Linked DNA regions of Bombyx mori: region 1 is linked to region 2. Evidence: chromatin contacts called from public Hi-C data. All regions are on one chromosome and are shown on one strand. The core of a region is the stretch at or near the end of the contact, and the rest is flanking DNA. Distances in the headings are between cores, read along the strand shown.

What was found. Hi-C and Micro-C count contacts between places; a contact is called where the count stands out from the background.
Region 1: a Hi-C map of whole pupa shows a contact between it and region 2, with 3 times the contacts expected there. The contact joins the enhancer-like site here to the promoter of LOC101739236 in region 2. A contact is called at or near these places in 2 of 7 Hi-C or Micro-C datasets (posterior silk gland and whole pupa).

Annotation. Positions count from the first base shown.
Region 1 is chr11:16,479,938-16,483,409 of ASM3026992v2, reverse strand. It overlaps LOC101741033 (protein ELYS), which reads left to right. Exons shown (of 38, transcript XM_012696126.4): 13 at 193-355; 14 at 913-1,035; 15 at 1,845-2,006; 16 at 3,046-3,157. Among protein-coding and RNA genes, the nearest start is that of LOC101741033, 10 kb to the left of the region's middle. Within about 2 kb of position 1,954, at least 3 of the 8 cell types and tissues checked have open chromatin away from gene starts, as enhancers often do.
Region 2 is chr11:16,443,428-16,447,038 of ASM3026992v2, reverse strand. LOC101739236 (putative sodium-coupled neutral amino acid transporter 10) reads right to left here and starts at 2,355. Exons shown (of 10, transcript XM_038013998.2): 1 at 2,111-2,355; 2 at 136-253. The coding sequence starts at 2,194. It overlaps LOC101739371 (zinc finger protein 883), which reads right to left. Exons shown (of 3, transcript XM_062671246.1): 3 at 3,375-3,611.

The DNA of each region.
Region 1 (3,472 bases), core at 705-3,204, 37 kb before region 2:
CTTGGATTTATTTACCCTTTTACGATGTCACATGTCATGATATTATTATTGATGCTTGAGAATCATTCGGAGTCGCACGCAGCGCGTAAAGTTAACGAACTTCAGTGTCCGTGCGTTCGCAAACGAGCTCGTGACGTCACAGCCCCCTCCCAACCCCCCTCGTCACAATTAATGGTAGCCATTTACCCACAGCCCTGAGTGAAATCGAGGAGAAGTACAAAGGCATCGGGACGGTGTCGCTGTACTTCCAAGTTGTGCAATGGTTCCTACGCGTCGGCTTGCTGCCGGAGAGGCTGGACGCGTACGAGGCGCTGCCGTACCCGGCCGAGCAGCTGCACGCCATCTACGCCAAGAGGTACCGGACCCGCGCTACCTTACGTCAGGCGATATAAGGTTGATATTTTAACTGCAGTTGATAGACGCAGGACCCGCGCTACCTTACGTCAGGCGACATAATGGCGATATTTCAACTGTAGTTGGCGTATCCTTCGAACAGGCACGCAGGTCGCCTCACGCGATAAACTTGCGGTACGGGTTTAGAAAATTATATTGATTTTATTTTATATTTTTTTATTATATTTTTATTTTTACCTGCTGTAGGATCCATCGTTAGTTTCAGATTTGGACATCGACATAGTCTCGTCCTATAGACCGCGTCGTTTCAATCATTTTAACACTGACTAATTTTCTATGCGGTATGATGTGGCGGTAGCCGTCATAAAACACAAAATATTCGACAAATGCGCTTACGACATTCTCAAGATAAGCTTGCATTATACAAGTTCCGAAGAATAACATACGGGCCGTCGGTCTACCGAGCAATATCACCCGCTCGGTGAAACACGGTGGTCGTACAAAAGCTTTCAGACCAATTTTCACCAGAGCTTAATATAAGGTTTTTTTACGTTTCAGACGCCTCAAGCTAAATCGCTTACAAGACAACGCGTCGCACGAGCTCGGCGCGCAGGCGTCCTGCTCGCTGCTGTACATAGATCAACTCATCGAACAAGAGTTTGCTGGGGATAGGATACATCAGTGAGTTCATCATTGTTCATGTTGGTTTAAAGTGGTTGCTGGAGACTATCATTGTGAGGATATGCCATTAAGACCTCGGATAAATATTGAGCTCACGGCCCACCTGATTTTGAGTGGTTACCAGAGCCCCATTTCAAACCGAAACGCATTACTGCTTCACGGCTGAAATAGGCAGGGTGGTGATACCTACCCGTGCGGACTCACATGACGTCCTACCGCCAGTAATTAGGCAAATTATAATTGAATATAGACTTTCAGAACGCAATGTTGCTTTGCGGCAGATATAAGCGAGGCAATGGTGTCTATAAGCGACAAAGTCACCTGATGTTATACGCTGTCAAATCGTTGGGCTCATGAGCTCATTTATTTCTGTTGTTGTTTTTTTTTTATTGCTTAGCTGTGTAGACGAACTCACAGCTCACCTGGTGTTAAGAAGTTACTGGAGCCTATAGAAATCTACAACGTAAATGCGCCTCCCACCTTGTTGTTTCAGTAAGCAGATATTCTCTAAGAAGTTGTTCAGTATTCTCTATTCGAATGTGTCTCGAGAAGTGACAATCATCTGGTGGTAGGACGTCTTGTGAGACCGCGCGGGTAGGTACCACCACCCTGCCTATTTCTGCCGTGAAGCAGCAACGCGTTTCGGTTTGAAGGGCGGGGCAGCCGTTGTAACTATACTGAGACCTTAGAACTGATATCTCAGGGTGGGTGGCGAATTTACGTTGTAGATGTCCATGGGCTCCAGTAAGCACTTAAGACCAGGTGGGCCGTGAGCTCGTCCACCCATCTAAAGGTTTTCCCCTGAACAGGATGTGGATGAAGGGCGGCAGCGAGAGTGGCGGCGTGTACCCGCCCCCGTCGCTGTACGCGCTGCTGCGGCTCTACCTGCTGCCCGACATCGCCGACGAGCACAAGCACTCCCTGGTGCTCTACCTGCTGCTCGACTACTGCATGGTGTACGACGACGTGCGGTCAGTGTGCCCTACCGAACACGGTTTTTAATTTTTATGATTGAAAGGAAGCCGACTGAACCTAATAGGTGTATGTATGGCTGTTACAAAAAAAAAAAAAAAATTGAAGGGTTACTGGTGGCCTTTTCACCAGGACAGGTGGGCGAGCAAAGGCTCAGCCAGGAGGGGAGGGATTTGCTAACAGCTGCCCGAGCGCCTCCGAAGGAGACCTAACAACTCAAGAGCAACAGCCTCACGAATGAATCTACTACCGGATCAGAACCGCGACCCGCTGAGAAGTCCGGCGAAGAACTCAGCGGGCTGATGCATGGGTTAGGTTGCACGTCGAACTCTTTGCCGAGCTCGACGAGTACGGTTACCGGGGTCCCTGCTTCTGGTGTTAGAGCTGAAGGCGTCTAACGCAAAGGTTATTGGATCTGATGGATCCGTAAGGACGTGACGGTTTTTAATTCTTAACCACGTACCAACTGGCTTGGGAATTGACTCCCCTCCACTGTGTTTCCCGAGCGCTATGACACGTCCGTCTTTAAACGAGGCTTGTGGAGATTACTTAATGGTAGGCAGCGGCTTGGCTCTGCCTCTGGCATTGCTGAGGTCCATGGGCGACGGTAACCACTCACCATCAGGTGGGCCATATGCTCGTCTCTCTACAGGAGCAATAAAATAATAATAATAATTAATAACAAAAAACTGACAATACATTCGTTTACGACACGCATCATAAGGGTCAGTCTACGTGAGCTAGAGTTTAGCGAATGCTAATTACAAGTAATAACTTTAATTAATGTGACCAATCTATGAGATTATAACCTGGGGCAAGATAATATTTTCCATTTCGCAAAACCTTTTGTCAACAATACATTATGCAAGATTTAAAAAAAATCCTACTTAGCTGAAAGAAAGAAATTTAATAACTTTTTAATCTTAATACACTAAAGACTTCGTTAAGACACTAGTTGTTCAATTAAGACATACATCAAAATCCTAATCTTATTCGTTTTTCACTATTCACTATTATTAATATGAGTCCAATTTATAGGTACGAGGGTGTAATCCGACGCTTGATGCAGTTCCCAACGATGTTCGGTTTGAGCAACACCGCCATCAAAGCCACACAAGCTTTTTGGCACCTGGACCACAGAGATTTTGATGTAAGTCAAATATATATTCGTATTAGTAAATTGAGTAATATCTCTTCAATATTATTTACTGAGCGGAAGATCTTCGTGGCTTGTATTAAATGGTAACTGGTGGCCACACGTCACTGCGTCATCACTAAGATTTATAGCAGAAACAGGCAAGATGGTGGTACCTATCCGTGTATGAATATTTAAAAAAATAATCTAATATAAAAGAAAAGAAAAAATACATGTCCGCTGAATTTCTTGCCAGTTCTTCTCAGGACGGAGGCTAGTTTTTGTGAATTGGCGGTAGTTCTTTTGACGTTCAAAAAGTATGTACTTTCA
Region 2 (3,611 bases), core at 1,106-3,605:
TTTATTAGACGGTGCACTGATGAAGATGCGTTTGTATGTGCGGGAAACAAACCAAACTTGGTCAATATTGTTATTTTTAGGCATCAATATGTGAATCTTTTTGCTTTTAAATATCAATAAAGAATGTAAACTTACCTAAAAATTCAAAGTTTCTCCTTCGGGCCAACAAAGCAGATTTCAAAAGGAAATAGCAGCAAAGTCTCGAAACTAAGCCCATGGTTAGCAAGATTAATGTTGCCAGCAATATACCACACTGAAAAAAAATTATAGCACATGTTTTAATGAAATATAAATTGTTTTTGAGAATAATGAGAGTTCAGAATTCATCTATTTATATTTCTTGCGTGTGTCTTAAATACGAATATCCTGATAGAACAGTAAAATCTAACTGCAAGATTACTACAAGAATAGAGTATGCAATCAAAATATTTTTTTATGTATAATAATAAATATATTTTTACAATTACTAGGTATGTGTTGTTGATGTTTCAATGAGGTTAGTGATGTATTTCTAGAAATGTTAAACTTATTTATATTACAGTAATCCTTTTCTTTTTCTATTTCTTGACTAATGAAGATTTATGAGAAACTACCACAAAGTTGTTATTGATTTCAAATTTAGAAAATGCTAATTAAATATTCTTCTCGAAATCGCCCAACATCTGCCTACGCTTTAACAATGAGGCTGTGTATGTTAAGAGTTGATTCAAATAAAAAATATAAATCCTATGTTACTCAATACCCTGTGTCCGAGTCTCGGAAGAAACATCTCTAAACCTAGGCAGACTAGGCAAGGGGATACATTCCACATGGAGCCTATTTCTCCTACCTTTTGGAGATCTCTCCTTCACCCTGGGCCTGCCAGATACCATCAGGTAGTCCTAAGCATCACGAGAGCTGGGTTTTTCGGTACAATTAATATCCAAATATACTTTTAGCTACCTTAAATTCTTTAATTTATTATACGTTTCTGATTAATGTTTTTGTTAATATTATATTCTTTGGATTTAACAGAAACTAAGTATTATTTATTATACATGACTGCTAAGAGCTATTGAATTGAATCTTAAATTAGCATTTGAATGTGAAAGCTTCTTTGTGCCACTTTCACTTTTTAAACTCCAATCAAGTAAACAAGATTCCATGCATGTTCACATGTGTGAAGAAAAACGTAAAATTAGAAAAGAATTAATAGTTTTTTTTTTTTGTTACATGATAAATAGATTAATTATTATCTATAACATTTTAGTGTTAATTAAAAGAGTATATGAGATACTTTTGCTACAAGTTTCCAGAAGAGACTAACAAAATTACATACAAGCAAAATGATCAGGTTTCTCACCGATCTCATGAGAGATACAAAGAGTGAGACACTCTACCTATGCCAATATGATATATGACAGCAGAGAAGAAAAGAAACTTCTATATAACTAGCCTTAACAGAAAACCAGAAGTTTTTCACCCAAATACTGTATGATAATAAATTTTTATCTTGTGTCATTAGAGTGAAGGTTAATTTTATTGAGTATTGAGTGAAGGTTAATTTTCTTTTCCAAGCTTTAAATTCAGCTTGTTCATTACATTTTATTTTACTTCAGTACTTATATATTTTTTCAGAAGATAAGAAGGATAAGCATATTGCTATATTAATAACATTTAATCTTCTTGATAATAATCATCATTTATTGCAATATTTTTAAACGTCGTAGTTTTTATTTAATTTATTCAAACGTTGTTGCATGAATTTTATAACAATCAGTGTGGCACCTCACAGCACCTGTGTAAATATGTTTGGTTCGACCATAAAATCCTATTGATCGCAATTGTGGATTCTGATACGAAGTAAAAAAGTGTGAGAAGTAAAGTGGGCGAAGTAATCGACATTCGCTCTGTTAATCTTTAGATAACACAAGCAAGGTAAATCAAAATTATATTTTTACAATGAACGAAAATTTTATTCAAGTTACATTATTTAAGTACGGACTTACCATTGGTTTAACATAATTATTCTATTTATGAATATTATATTATGGTTATAATTTATTTGAGACTTAAATTATTTTATTATCAACAAAAAAACGATTTTATCATACACTATTTTGATACTTACTTGTTGAAAGCAATACGGCATGGCTAATATGCCAACGCCTATAATGCTATTTGCCAGCGTTATAGATTGTCCAGCGACTCCCATGTTTCATATAATATTATTGTTTGTTTCTAATATTTTAAATTAATAATGTTATTTAAAAACAAAAACCTAAGCGCACCTCTCTCTCACATCTCATTGAGATTTGTTTTGTTTGTTATGACAAATGACAAGACAAACGTCAATGACAACGAACGACACGTCAAAGAGTAGTGGAAGTTTTGCTTTTCTAAACCAGGAAAGACAAAAGTATCACATCCTACATACTTAATGAAACCATTTCAATCACATTTAAATATACATTGAATCGAATAAAATAAAATGTTAGCGTCTTAGTCAAATGGTGAAAATTTACTGCGACCTCAAAGGACTTTTCATAAAAACCCGAGAGATATATGATATAAGCCGATTTTTGTTCACATCTCCACACCCTGTAACTTCTCTACGACTTTGTTTCGTTCCTGTTTCATTTCTCCACACTTGCTCATTTAAACGTTAAATAATAAGTTACGGGTAATATTGAAAGGTGAAGGCTAAATAAAAAAATGCATCACTACACTGCTGCATTCCCGCCAAAATTTGCGCAAGCATGTGACGTATTTTGGAAGAGCTGAGGAAGCCAGATCATGTTTTTTTTTTATTGCCTAGATGTGTGGACGAGCTCACAGCCCATCTGGTGTTAAGTGGTTACTGGAACCCATAGACATCTACAATGTAAACGCGCCACACACCTTGAGATGTAAGTTCTAAGGTCTCAGTATAGTTACAACGGCTGCCCCACCCTTCAAACCGAAACGCATTACTGCTTCACGGCAGAAATAGATGTGATTTTGAACAAACGCCTAAGAAAGCAGAAATATGTACTAAATTGACAAAATAAACCAAATGCACTTTTTTGCCTACCTATCATTAGCTTCGATGGCTTCTTCTGACCTTACTAAACTGGTCGGCAAGCTGACGAGGCTCAGCATGAAAATTTTCTGACATCTGCTCTTACAAAAGCAGTGCTTCGCTTAATCTACACCACTGAATCGGGATCGCGACTCTCCAAGATCTAACGAAAAATTTAATGGGTCGTGTCTGTTTTATTTGTGCGAGTTTATATGGGTTCCGGTAAGCATTAACATCAAATAGGCTGTGAGCTTGTTGACCCAATGCAATAATTAGATCAATAAAAAACATGATATCTCCACGTATACCTTATCTAAAAATAAAACCACTTAGCTATTTGTTAAAACTATGCATTTATTTTATTTTTTACTCTTTGGTACTTCGGATCAGTGTTCAACAAAATGTATTTCACAAGCATTTAATAATCATTTGTTAAATGTGATAAATGTGTAATTTTTTTTTTATTGTTATTGAACACTGGTCGTAAGTTGCACAAATGTTTGGAATAATATATGTAATAATACGCGCCCTAAAATATCTTCTCTCTTTGGTTTAATTTATTTCGAATTTT